Linked DNA regions of Arachis hypogaea: region 2 is linked to region 1. A link is a contact called in public Hi-C data. All regions are on one chromosome and are shown on one strand. Each heading gives the region's core, a stretch centred on a gene start, on an enhancer-like site or on the middle of the called end of the contact. The rest is flanking DNA. Distances are from core to core; before and after follow the strand shown.

Region 1 (6,803 bases), core at 2,993-5,492:
ATGCCAAAGATCCTACCTCAGAACCCAGATGAAGGACCTATTGTTGTTTCAACGTCTAAAGGCATCTTAATGATTGGCGCACGCCCATGGGTTGGACTCTACAATGTGACAATCTTGTCGACAGATGTGTCAGCGGCAAGAAGGATTGCAAGGAAGGTCAGTGCTCGTGGCGGGGGGCTTCCGAAGGTGCAAACTTTGGGGCTTGTTCATGATAAGGATTCAACTGAAATAGCCTGCATGCTGTTGGAGCCTAATCAGATTGGAGCAGACAGAGTGCAGAAACATATCGAGATGCTGGCAGCAGAAGAAGGACTGGATGTAGAAAAAGGATACTTCACTGACTTATCACCAGAGATGATCATAGAAAAATACATGAACCTTATATCTGCTAACAGATCATGATTGTCATATAAATCATTTGTTGATAAACAATAAAAAAATTGTGAGATCTTATTGGCCTTGCAACTTTGTAAATAAAGTTGTTGTAATGAAACTGAAACAAGCACTTGAAAACTGCTTCTTTTACTGCTTGTTGCTTCTAACTCGGAACCTAGAATATGAATATTAGCACAAAATTCCGGCCTTCTGCATCATGAATGAGAACTATAAGCAAGCTTATGTACACTTTAAATTTTCCTAATTGAAGGGTCACACTTAACGGTTAAAACCCTTCATCACAAACACTGCTTGCTTCTAAAATCTTGAGACAACAGTGTCTGAATCAGCACACTCAATCTCTCAGCACCGGGTCCTGGCCTAAAAACCGTATCATTGCCGCGCAACAGACATGGATCTTCACCACCTTCTGAGGTATCAACACACCATGCCCCAGGTGAAAATCTATGTGTCCTTCCCAAGAGTTCTTTGTCAATCTTGTCCAGCACTGGATCATCCTTTGCAAACTTTCTGGCAAAGGGAGCATTGCTTTTAACCATTTTGTCAAAGTCCTTCATTGTCAATTTCATAGGATGTTGCTTTGGAGGAGTGTCCCAAGCAATGTAGTGAAGATCATGGCTTATTGCAGTGTGGCGAAATTCCTCAGTGTTGCAAATGACAGTGTGGAAATAACCCTCAGGAGAAGAGATAAAATTTGCATAATACATAAGAATAGTCCTTGGAAGGTTATCCCATCCCCATATACAGTACTCCATAAAGGATCTTGTTAGCACAACCCAAGCTGAACCTGTTTAGAGAAGCATATATACTAAATCAATAAATTCGATACAACAACAACACCAGCCTTATCCCACTAGGTGGGGTCGGCTACATGGATCAAACGACACCATTGAGTCCTATGATATATTCAATAGTGATAGATAAAAGAAATGGAGGGAGTACTAAATAGGTGCCAAAATTTCTAGGTTAACTAGACATTTAACAAACTTATATGTTTGGTTTAAGTTAATAGTAGTATAGCAATAAATGCATACAGAATTATGGATTATGGGTTATAGTTTCATATATACACCTACCTGTAAACAGTTTAAAAAGAGTTGGAAGTGTTCTTTTCTGAGTAGTCCATGCTATATCAGATTTCTTTGATAAGTAAAGGCCAGGATCGATAACAATTGGCCTTACTCTATGGCTCCTGAGGAAATAAACAGAAATATCAATATCAACTATCAGAATTCAAAGATGGTGAATAATTTACAGCTCCATTTGTTCTCCCTCCAAGATTGTATGAAAAATTAATGATTAACTTACAGTTTCCAACCAGCAATATGCGTATGCTCAATGAAATTGAGATCTCTCGACAGATTAGAGAAAACATGAAGTAAATCTGAAAAGACAGGAAACAAATATCATATAACTTCACAGAAGCGTTTAAACAAGGAACCTAATCATCTTATGATTCAAGCACAGTACATGAAGATATGTTCAAAATTGCTAAGATTATAGTACATAGATGTTTATTGCATTAGAAGATTCAAGTCAGAAAAAGATAAAGCCCCATCTGATAGCTATGGGGTTAAGAACAGCATATTGAAATCCCTTGCACTCTAGTCAATTGAGCTACAAAACCTAGCTTATTGATTTATTGAGACAACAAAACTCACTTGGAACTTGACAGATCGCTCAATAATTTGCATGAAACATATCGAACTTCCAACAAAAATGCAAGGACTCAACAATATCAAAGTAAAAAAAAAGTGGCATATATAAACTAAGATGATGAGGATTATTATTTTCACAATGTATTGTCATTAAGCACTTATTAGAGGAAACCACTCAACAAAACTATGATTTATGCCTGAATAAGACTGGAAGGAAGCTTAGAAAGAGAATTTGAAATTAGCAAAGTAGAATTGCAGACAAGAACACTAAACAAAACCCGGACTTAAAAACATGAGGAATGAACTACAATCATAAACCTACGCTTGCTAACCTCCTTTCTATTAAAGGCAACACGGAAGGTGAGTAAGGCCAAATCACGAATTCATTTATGAGAGGTAATAACCGGTGAATCTATAACGGTAATCGACAACAATATGATGATGGATGAAATTTAGTTATTGCCAATTTTACTAATCTTTTATGTCCTTGAAACAGTAGCAATCTAGACAAAAGAGAAAACAACAGCACCTAGGAATCACAAGCAAACTACAAATCTTTCCCTTTTACTTGACAGGCATTCTATGTTTACCAAGTTTCTTGAAGTTGTAGAAGCACATTATGTCAACACAAGAAAGAAAGTAGTAGTTTATGCAAGCATTTTGACTAGAAAAACAAAAGTAACATCAAATAAGCTACCATGGAAAGGACAAGTTTCTAACCATCCTGTGTCACAAGAGGGTAATCCGAGGCGCTGAGGTTTATAAACCAGTCCCAATCCGAGCTCTCCTTCAGTAATATTGCTATAGCTTGGAGTGTACAAGCAATCATAGTAGAACCCTTGTAAGTCACCAAATTGGATTGTGACATAACACGTACATTCTCTACCTCACGAAATGTCGGATCGCCTTTCACTGCATTTGCCAATTCCAATCTTTCCCGTGGCGGTGCCTCGAGATCCAAATGCAGGATATACTGATTTCTTGGGTGATAAACTGCCTGCAATGTCCTCATCATCCTTTGACTATCACCTTTTGTGCCTGAAATAAGATATGCCAACCTAGGTGGCTCCATTTTCTGAACCACATTGGCATTAACCTGCCTTTCGAAATCTGATTCCACAAAATAACCACCTGAATCCTCTGATCTTGCAAATGAAATGATGTCAAAGGTTGAAGATTGTTCTATCCCTTCGGAAGAGCTAAGAGCCCCAACAATTGCAGTAAGAACAAGACTAACAAATACAAACAAACTGGCAAAAAACGGTATAACCCATTTCCTATCACTGAATAATCTTCCTGAATGAGAACTAACATTTTTCCTCATATTCTATTTCAGCAGTTATGAATCAAAATCCAAATTTGAAACTGTTCACCCTTGTCGGCAAGAACCAAGATCTCTATAAGATGGAAACCAAAAAAGCAGCACCCCACAAATCTTTAGCTGATAATATTACAATGATGAGTTTGGTGGCAAACCCAACCAACCCAAAAATCAATCTTCTTTAAGCTTAATGGCTAACAATTAAGCTAATTTTAATGCAGGATAAGACATGGTTTTCAATTAAAGATGCTAAATTTACATCAACAATAATCCTCACCAAACGTTTTGATTTCGGAGTTGGGACCCATCTTCATGAAGGAATGGGGTCAAACCTGTTTATTACTGCCTCACTAGAAAGTTAGCAACTTTTGATTGAAGGGCGTAAGAGGGTGAATGAAAATCTACCCTTCAGTGTGTACTATAACTTCGAAAACTTCAGTTCAGATTTCACCTGCGAGCCATTAATGCAGCTTGTTCATATTTTCGTACACTTATTCTCCCTCCCTTTTCTGGATACTGCTTCAGCAAACAGTGCTCAAGATCTATTTGTTTGAAACATAACAGGAAATTCGCTTGGAGTGCAAGTTTGAGTTGAGTTGGTGTTCAATTGAGGATAGAGAAAAAAAGAATCCAAACTCAAAAGAATATTGAGAAATGAAATTTTTCTTAAATAAATTAAAGGACAAGTTACGAATATAATGGTTAACAAGACAAATTTCTCATATTATAACGTTTTAATATAGGAGATAAAATTACGTTTTTTGTATATCTATAAAAAGTAAAAACTGCCATATAGGATATAGTGGTTTCTAATTGAATAAATTGACGGTTTCTGAATAAATTTTTGCAGATCAAACTCGCAGTCTCTAAAAAAATATTCTCTTGGCGGTTTATGCATAAAGAGACTGTTTTTATGGATAAATAATTTAAAAAATATAATTTTTATATAAAAAAATAGATATTTAAATAATGATGATAATAAATATTTTTTAATAAAAAATTAATTTATAATAATTTTGAGAGTAATGCCAAAAAATTATTATATAATTAGTATTTGGTATTTTATTATGTATGATATAGTAAGTAAAAATAAAAAATAAATATAAAATATGTGTCATGTATATTTTGTTATTGTTTTTTATTTTTATTACTTCTAATAGAACTTTCTCTTCTTTTATTGGGATCTAAAATTTGCTGTACTATCAAAAAAAATAATAAGTTATTTAAAAATAAAATTATATGCAAAAAAATAGAATTAAAATTAAAATTTCATACTATACACAATGTTAAATATAAATTTAATAAAAAAAATAAAATGGTAAAATATATATATAAAAAAATCTCTATGATAGTAACACAATAATCTCTTTTATAAATGGTTTTATTTTGATATAAATTTTTATTTTGATAAAAAAATTATATAAACTTTTAAATTAATTTTATTTTAATATAACAATCAAATCAAAATTCCTTTATTTTTTATATTAAGTTGTAAAAAAATGTAATACTTGAAAAATAAAATATATTAATTTTTTAATTTAAAACTTATTTAGAATTAAATTAAATATGTAATTCTCATAAAAATGGTGATTAAATTAAATATTTTTATTTTATATTATTTTTTTTATCCTATCAGTATCTGTGAAACGAATTCTTAATTATAATTTAAATAAGATAATTAAATTTAAAATATAATTTTATTATTCTCTTTCCTTGTACAATACAATCATTACACTTTAAATAATTATGAATTTTAATTTTAATCTTTCATGTTAAAGAATGTTCGTCTAAACCAAAAACTAAGTGAATATATCTAAATTCCAAGTAAGAATGTTAATACTTAATATTTGAGTTATAAGTAGATATCTATCTCGTCTATTGAAGTGGAGTACAATTTGACTATTCGTACCTTTTATTTGACTAATCTATTAATAATTTGTCGTGTTTATGATGATTTCTCAGTTCTCATAATTTACCATTGTTAGTATCAATTACTAGTGATCAAATTACTAAAAGATTATAAAAATTTTAACATGAAAATTTATATTAAGTGTTTAAAAAAAATACAAATTGAAGTCATCAGTATTGACAAGAATAAGAAGATTGAAGTTGATATGTTAACTCAAAGTTTGAATAAGATATATTTTTTATTTTTAATATTTGTGATTTTTTAAATATTTTTAATATTTAATTTTATTTAATTTTATTTTTAACATTTTTTATTTGTATCAAAATTACAAATATTAGGATGGGATAAAAAACATACTTTATTTTCTCAAGATCTTAATCAATTTAAACTCTATTGGTACAAATGTGAAGCACCACCTTATGCATATTAAAAGCAGAAAAGACAAGAAAAAATATTTGAATTAAAGTTAAATATAAGTTGTAAAAAGAATATAAAATCTTCAAGAATTAAAAAGCAAGTACTAAATTAAATGCAAATTATTTACTACTAATTCTATTTTTAAGCATTAAGAATATTAGTCATTAGGTACTTATGTTTACTTATAAATAGATGTTAGCATATGATATAGTTTTTAAGTAAAATATGTATGTATTATTGTTTGCTATATGTATTAATATTATAGTTGTTTTTTCTTCTTAAGTTATTATTATGTTATTTTTAAAAAATATATTTATTAAAATTATGTTAAATTATTGTTGAGGTGTCTATGTGAATGAATAATTATTAACAGTTTAATTATGAAATTTATATTTACAGTATTCATAATTAGCTGTATCTGTATCTGTATTCTCTTGATTGATATATGAGAAGTGAGGATTCGAAATTAGGGTTATTAGTCTTTTAAATTAGTCTGTGTCAATACATGAATTATAGAACTCTTGATTGAGACGTGTCTGTTCCATAATTCCTTCTTTAAAATAATAATAGGTTAGTGGGAGAGTTAGGACTCAGGACAAGTGTTGATTAGTATCCCCATTATTAAAAGGACAGCCGATTCTTCCAACAAATTGTTATTTTGTGGACTATTCTAGTATTGTTAAAAGAAATGAATTATTATTATTATTATTAGGACACTTCACTTCGTCAAGTAGGAAAGAATTATTCATGGTTTTTTTTGGTGGGAAGAATTGCTCACATCTTGTCTAAGTCCAATAACTATAGCCTATAGGGCCTCCATCAAACAAAAATCTAACCCAATAAAAAAAGCAAACTGTCCTTACTAAAAAGTTTTAGCACGATGGTTCATCATCTCCTCTCTTAATCAAGATATTGAAAATTTAAATCACATCCTTAACACTGTACAAATATGTAGTAAGCTTCGGTATCTAAATGATTAGGTTGAACTAATTAATAGATTAAATTGAAAAAGTAAAAAGATAATGTGTACAGAATATAAAATCTACTTTAAATAGTTGAAATAATGCTTTGAAAAACATGAAATTATTGTGATAAGTATAAG
Region 2 (6,803 bases), core at 3,105-5,604, 160 kb after region 1:
CGTATCTCGGATAACCAAATCCTAATTAACTTTTGAACGCATATCGGGTATTCAGTATTTTAATCAGATTTTTATTGTGTCATAATCCCAAAATTTCAATATCCGAGATACTGCTATAATTTAGTATTCTTACAATATTCGAGATAATGTAATGTATTTAACTAAATACTCTATATTTTATATATTTTCGTAAATTTTATATTTATTTAATTTAAATAAAAAAAAACAAATAGCTAACTCGGCATACAAGAATTAAACATTTTAAAAAGGAAATAAAACTATAAAAGTGAAAGAAAGCGTTTTCATAGTTTTTCTTTTCCGGTCAGAGAAAGCATATTCATAATTCAATCATCAATGTCCGTGTTAAATTACGAAGAGTCATTGAAAACAAAATTTTTAGCCAAAAAAATGTCAAATTTTATTATTTTTATTTTATTTAATATATTATATAATAAATAAATATTAAATAAAACAATTTTAAATTAATTTTTTTATTTTTCTAATATTACCGTAAGCATAAGGCCACATACAAAATAGTTGAAATAATTAGAGTTACGATTCATGAGCTTCTTCTATATGTATGCAATTGGGCGTTAAAGATTATTTGAAAGGATATAATTTCCTTGAGATTGGAGCATAGGTTGAGTATGGGTAAATTTTTATAATAGTTTTTAAGATTTATCAAATTATTTAATTTGATCTTTAAGTTTTTAATTTTATTATAATAATAAGTTTTTCAGATTCAGTTCTAGATATTATAGTAATTTCTAAGATTTTTTTCGGTGTTGATTCAATTTCTTGCAATCTAAACATTATAATGCTATGACATCAGTTAGTCGTTAGAACACTCCAATATAATAAATAATAGTCACGCGAATATTTTGACAGTTGAATAAGTACCGAAAAGAATTTCAGAGTCCACTATAATATTCGAAACTAGATATAAAAGATCACTATAATAAAAAAATAAATTACCATTTGTATCAATGAAAGATATAAACACTAATAAATGTATCCATATAATAATAAAATGATAATTGTATCTACAAAAGATAGTTTTTGTGTGCCAAAAATATTCTAACGGACTAATTGTGTAATCAACATCTGGGTACTCTTGACACATGGAAGCCATCTTCCGTGATACGTGCTTCAAATGTTCGTAATATGAAGAGTTCAAGAGTTATTTAGAAGATATTTTAGTTTACATTTTTAGAATATTTTATTTAATGTATTTTGATTTTGTTTATTTAATTACTAGATTGGGCCTTATGTTTATGGGTTTTAGGGTTTTCTTTGTTTTAACCTAATAAGAGGTTATAAATACCTCCTTAGCTATTATAGTCGTAGTATAGAATTTTTAGAGGTTTGAAAACTCCTTTTTGGTTTCGTGATGAAATCATGGCGTGGACAATTGAGGTTGAGGAGTCCCTCTCTTGTTACATCGGGGAATTGAGTAGAAGGTTGAGGAGTCCCTTCGATTCAATTTCCAAACTATGGCGTTGACAAGTTAGGTTGAGGAGTCCCTTTCTTGTTAGAAATTGGTAGAAAGTAGAGTGATTCTCTTTGTACTCAATTTCAATTTATTTTTTTTGTTTCTATTTTAATTTCAATGTATCTTTTTATTCAGTTTGAATCCTTATTTTCTTATTTATCTTTTATTTTCGTATCATTTGGTATCAGAGTTCAGGTATTAGATTAATTCTTATTAATTTATAGTTGTTCTTCTTTTATCATAAAAAAAGAGTCCAGTGTTTGTTGCGTCTTTCTTTAAGTTTTTGTGTTCTTGTTTTCCGTTTGTGTTTCATTATTGTTTAAAAAAAAACATAAAGTGAAAAAAAAAACAAAAAAAAAGAAGAAAAAAAACCAAAAAAAAAATTATCTTCCTTATAATTATTGTCCTTTTCATATATGTTTTTTTTCCACCTACAAGATTCGAGGACGAATCTTTTTTGAAGAGGAGGAAAATGATACGTGCTTCAAATGTTTGTGATATGAAGAGTTCAAGAGTTATTTAGAAGATATTTTAGTTTATATTTTTATAATATTTTATTTAATGTATTTTGATTTTGTTTATTTAATTACTAGATTGGGCCTTATGTTTATGGGTTTTAGGGTTTTTCTTTGTTTTAACCTAATAAGAGGTTATAAATACCTCCTTAGCTATTGTAGTCGTAGAATAGAATTTTTAGAGGTTTGAAAACCCCTTTTTGGTTTCGTGATGAAACCATGGTGTGGACAATTGAGGTTGAGGAGTCCCTCTCTTGTTACATCGGGGAATTGAGTAGAAGGTTGAGGAGTCCCTTCAATTCAATTCCCAAACTATGGCGTTGACAAGTTAGGTTGAGGAGTCCCTTTCTCGTTGCGTCAAGAAATTCGTAGAAAGTAGAGAGTGATTCTCTTTGTACTCAATTTCAATTTATTTTTTTTGTTTCTATTTTAATTTCAATGTATCTTTTTATTCAATTTGAATCCTTATTTTCTTATTTATCTTTTATTTTCGTATCATTCCGTGGTTATAATTATCGTTTTATTTTTATATGGGTACATTTGTTAACATCTGTATCTTTTATGAGTATAAATAATAATTTATTCATAATAAAATTAAAATTTTAAAGATTAAATTAAAAAATTAGTAAATCTCAATTACTACTATAAAATTTTACTCGTTAAATACAGAATATGAGTGAATAAAGTACATTATATACAAATATTTCACTACAATAATTTTACTATCAAAAATATTATTTATACACAAAATTAACTACTAAAATTAATTATTTAATATTTATGTATAAATATATATTATTTAATTTATTTTTAATATATTTTATATTAATAGTTAATTTTAGTATTTACTTAACTATAATATAGTTATTACTAACGAATTATAATTCAAATGATATAATCTTTTCATACTCACTTAGAAGTTACGAAATTGAGACTTCCTAATTTAAAAAAAAAAAAAAAAAAAAAAAAAAACTTTAACATAGTTGTTACTTAGGATTTGAGAAAAGAAGCAGCTGTACGATATTTATATTTGCAACGACCAGCGCTATACAGTATATAGCTTGTAAATTGTAATAACTCTATAATCAATTAATAGTTTAATACACCGTACTGTACCCCCAGTTGTTGAAGATGCCAGCCACCGGTGCACCGTCCCAACTTGACTACTTCACCCGCTAGTTGCCCCTTCATTATCCACCCTCCACCCTTATTTCAACATCATCATTAATGGTCATGCTCATTTATATTTTTAAGAGCATATTTTAAAACGTATCTAAAAAACATATTTGACTAAAATTGAAAATTTATTTCTTTTATATATTTTAATATATTAAAGTTATAATTATTATACACTTATCAACATTAATGTTTAAGATATATTTTAGCTAAATCTTAAATTAATTAAGTATACTCAATAAATTTAAAGGCATATATTACGGTTATTAATAAAAAAAATACAAAAATTAAAGCTTCAATATATTTAGTAAAATAAAAATTTAAGAAATTTTTACAAAAATAATCATAAAACATCCTTTTAACATACATGATAACTAAGTCATAAAGAACGAAAAAGAAGAAATTATATATATATATATATATATATATTCTACATTACATGAGTGGTTAAAATTATAGAAAATAATCAACCGCCTAAACTAAAGAAAAAATAAGACAGAACTCACGTGAGATTTTTTTGTTAAAAATTATTAGATATAAATTTAGTTTAACATATTAAATTATGTAATAATTTTTAATTATTAACTTTACATAAAAATAACTCTATATAAATTTATATAAAAAAACATGAAAGTACAGTTGCAATTTCTAGGTGCTGGTGTTATTACAATCTCTTCAAGAAAATATAAGAACAAGCTAAGAATGCTAAGCATGAAAAGCTTAGGCAAATACACTTCAAGATCAGAAATCAGAAATTAAACTAGCTAGGTATAAAAGTGTATACATGTATGTATGTATGTATGTATGTGTTTGTAGTTTTGATGAGAAAGATGGTGATCAGTGATGATAAGAACGAAGAACAGCACCGCAGAAAGTGCAGATAATGGCTCTCCAAGATTTGCAGTAGAAGGGAACAAAGCAGAACCTGGTGGCCGTCTTCATGTCAGCCACGCTGGCTCCTCCACCGCACCGCGAGCACGTCCCCGCTGCTGGCTTGCTCCGCCGCACCTCCTTCCTCTGGTCCACCAGAAAACAGAAACACACCATCCTCGCAGATAGAAAGGCTTGATTGGTTCAAAGTATATAAATAATAACGTGTTCGTATCAGTTTGTAGCAACTAGGAAACTGCGTGCGTCGCTGTTTTTATTCACAAATTGCTCACAACTTTAATGTAGTACAATCCCCTTTTATATCCATGCATCCTAGAAGAAAAATAATAAATAAATAAATACTATTTGTCACCAAAAAAAAAAATACTATTTATAAGCTAAAATTATTTTTTTAGTATGGTAAAAATTTAAGTGTAGTTAACTTCACATTAAATTGATAGGTGAGAGTCGTTAAAAGATTTGATAGATTTGACTAAATTGTCATCTAACACTCTCAAGTATCAACTTCATATAAAGTTAATTATATTTGAGTTTTTACCTATATTTATATATAAATACATATATAATTTACCTCATTTTTAACATATATTTTATATTTTAATATATATTATAATCTGATAATTAATTTTAATGATTGACTTTTTTTTTTTTTGGTGACTTTTTAATGATTGACTTTGTTTGTACATCTAATTCAGTTGAAATAACGATTATGTTATATATATACTAAAGTCAACTACTAAAATTAATTATTAGTATAAAATATATATTAAAATATAATATATATTAAAAATAAATTAAACTACACATATATTTATACATAAATATATTAATAACTGATTTTAGTGACTGATTTTAACATACTAATAGCATTATTATTAAAACAACAAATATGCAAATTGTAATGGTTTGATGGGTTTTTGTGAGTAGAATGGGGGAATAGCATAACCACGCGTGGAGGTAATGTAATAAATAATAAATAGGGCCATGCTTTGCCCGTTAAGATATGTCAATGATTCATGTATGTGGTTCAACCATTTAGGTGGTAGTTAGCAGCTCCATCTTTATGTTCTTATTTTATTTGTTTATTTTTATTTTTAAATTTCCCCAACTTGCCAATGTGCAGGTCAGTGTTCAGATCGATGTCTCTCTAGCAAGCAATAATTTAAAAGTACTATATGAAAATAACCTTTGAAAAATTTTATGGAGGAGTATTACTGTTTTTATTTTGATGTGGGGGTGTCATTTTAATTTATTGCCTTGGCAATTCATTTCCAATATTGAATATTTTGATAGCTATGCGTACGCCAGAACTTGCCACCCATATTTCTTCTCAAAGGTTTAAGTAATAAGTGGAGTGATTATTTGAATGAATACCATCTGTCATATTATTGTGTCTTAATTTTGTTGGCTCTACATCAAAAAATATGAACTCCTTTTTTCTATGCGATCGGTAGGAACAAAAATTATATTTTAAGCAGTTGAAACACATACATGTCGTTTTCATCATATTTCAGACATAATATTTTGTTACAAGTCTTGGTAGCGTTTGTTTTGAGGTACTGACACAGAGACGGAGAGATTGAGATTCAGTATCTTGTTTGTTGGTTCAGAGACTGGTATTAAAATTTCTGTCTCTGTCCCTAAAATTTCAGTATTTCAGTATCTCCAAAAAGTAGGGACACAAGGGACTAAAATTTTTAGAGATGGAGACTGAAACTTTAATAACATTTTATACCTAAAATATCCTCATTTCAATTAATTAATTTCAATTTTACCCTTTATACAAATTAAATTAGAGTTTCATTCTTGTTTCAATTTCTGTCTCCCACTTTGCACCAAACAGAATACTGAGATTTATTTCAATCTCTATCTCTTAGTCTCTGTCTTTCAGTTTCAGTCTTTCTATCTCTGTCTCTTCACCAAACGCTACCTTACATCACAAAAAAATAGAGTAACTTTGCGATAGATTTATAAGTCTTCTAAAAAAAATATTTAAGTTATTGAAAAACTTTTGTAATGAATTTATAGATCTTTGAGGGGGAAACAATTCAAATAATTCCCTTAAGAAATGAAATATCGGACTTATAACTCCTAAAATTGCAATATTGACCACTCATTCTTCTACCAGAGACCTATAAGTTTGTGTTGCAAACTTGTAATTTGTAAGGAATTTACTAAGATAAAGTATAAGAAATTAATTTTTAATTAGTAAATATTATCTAACTTTTTTTAGAATTTATAATTTAAAATCTAGAATTAATAGTTTATAATTTAAAATAAACAAAATAATTTTTAAAAAATTAGTTGATGTTTGACTAAAAAATATTAACTTTTTAACATTATTGATTTCACTAGATATTTTTTCCTGAGTGACCTATAAGTATATCGCATTACTTAATACTTTATTTTCTTTAAAAAATCTATAAATTCATTGCAAAACAATTCAAGAACGTAACTTTCGTGTATTATTATGATGATGATGAAGAAGAATCCTATTTGTTAATGCCAGCTATAAAATATATTGCAAATTAAGAAACAAGTCGTATATTATAAGGGGAGCATCTCAAAACAATTCTATGTATACACAACTAATGTCTAACTTAAATGATACACTACTTTGGCCATAACCTAGTTTTTTAGTCTTAACTTAGTCGCCACAAAGGAATACGGTATTTACGAATTTTGATTAGGGAAGAAAATGACAAGAAAGACAAAGGTTCAAAGTGTAA

The links. A called contact is a pair of places that touch in the nucleus more often than the background predicts.
Region 2: a contact with region 1 is called in a Hi-C map of leaf, with 4 times the contacts expected there. The contact joins the promoter of LOC112771452 here to the promoter of LOC112769264 in region 1. A contact is called at or near these places in 2 of 8 Hi-C or Micro-C datasets (both in leaf).

Annotation. Positions count from the first base shown.
Region 1 is chr18:9,924,574-9,931,376 of arahy.Tifrunner.gnm2.J5K5, forward strand. LOC112769264 (beta-glucuronosyltransferase GlcAT14B) reads right to left here and starts at 4,243. Exons shown (of 4, transcript XM_025813727.3): 1 at 2,775-4,243; 2 at 1,705-1,780; 3 at 1,473-1,588; 4 at 385-1,183. The coding sequence starts at 3,378. The coding sequence ends at 675. LOC112769266 (formiminotransferase cyclodeaminase-like protein) reads left to right here. Exons shown (of 4, transcript XM_072226057.1): 4 at 1-575. The coding sequence ends at 402.
Region 2 is chr18:10,088,816-10,095,618 of arahy.Tifrunner.gnm2.J5K5, forward strand. It overlaps LOC112771452, which reads right to left and starts at 4,355. Exons shown (of 1, transcript XM_025816208.2): 1 at 3,770-4,355. The coding sequence starts at 4,230. The coding sequence ends at 4,021. It overlaps LOC112769378 (secretory carrier-associated membrane protein 1), which reads right to left. Exons shown (of 13, transcript XM_025813889.3): 13 at 6,603-6,803.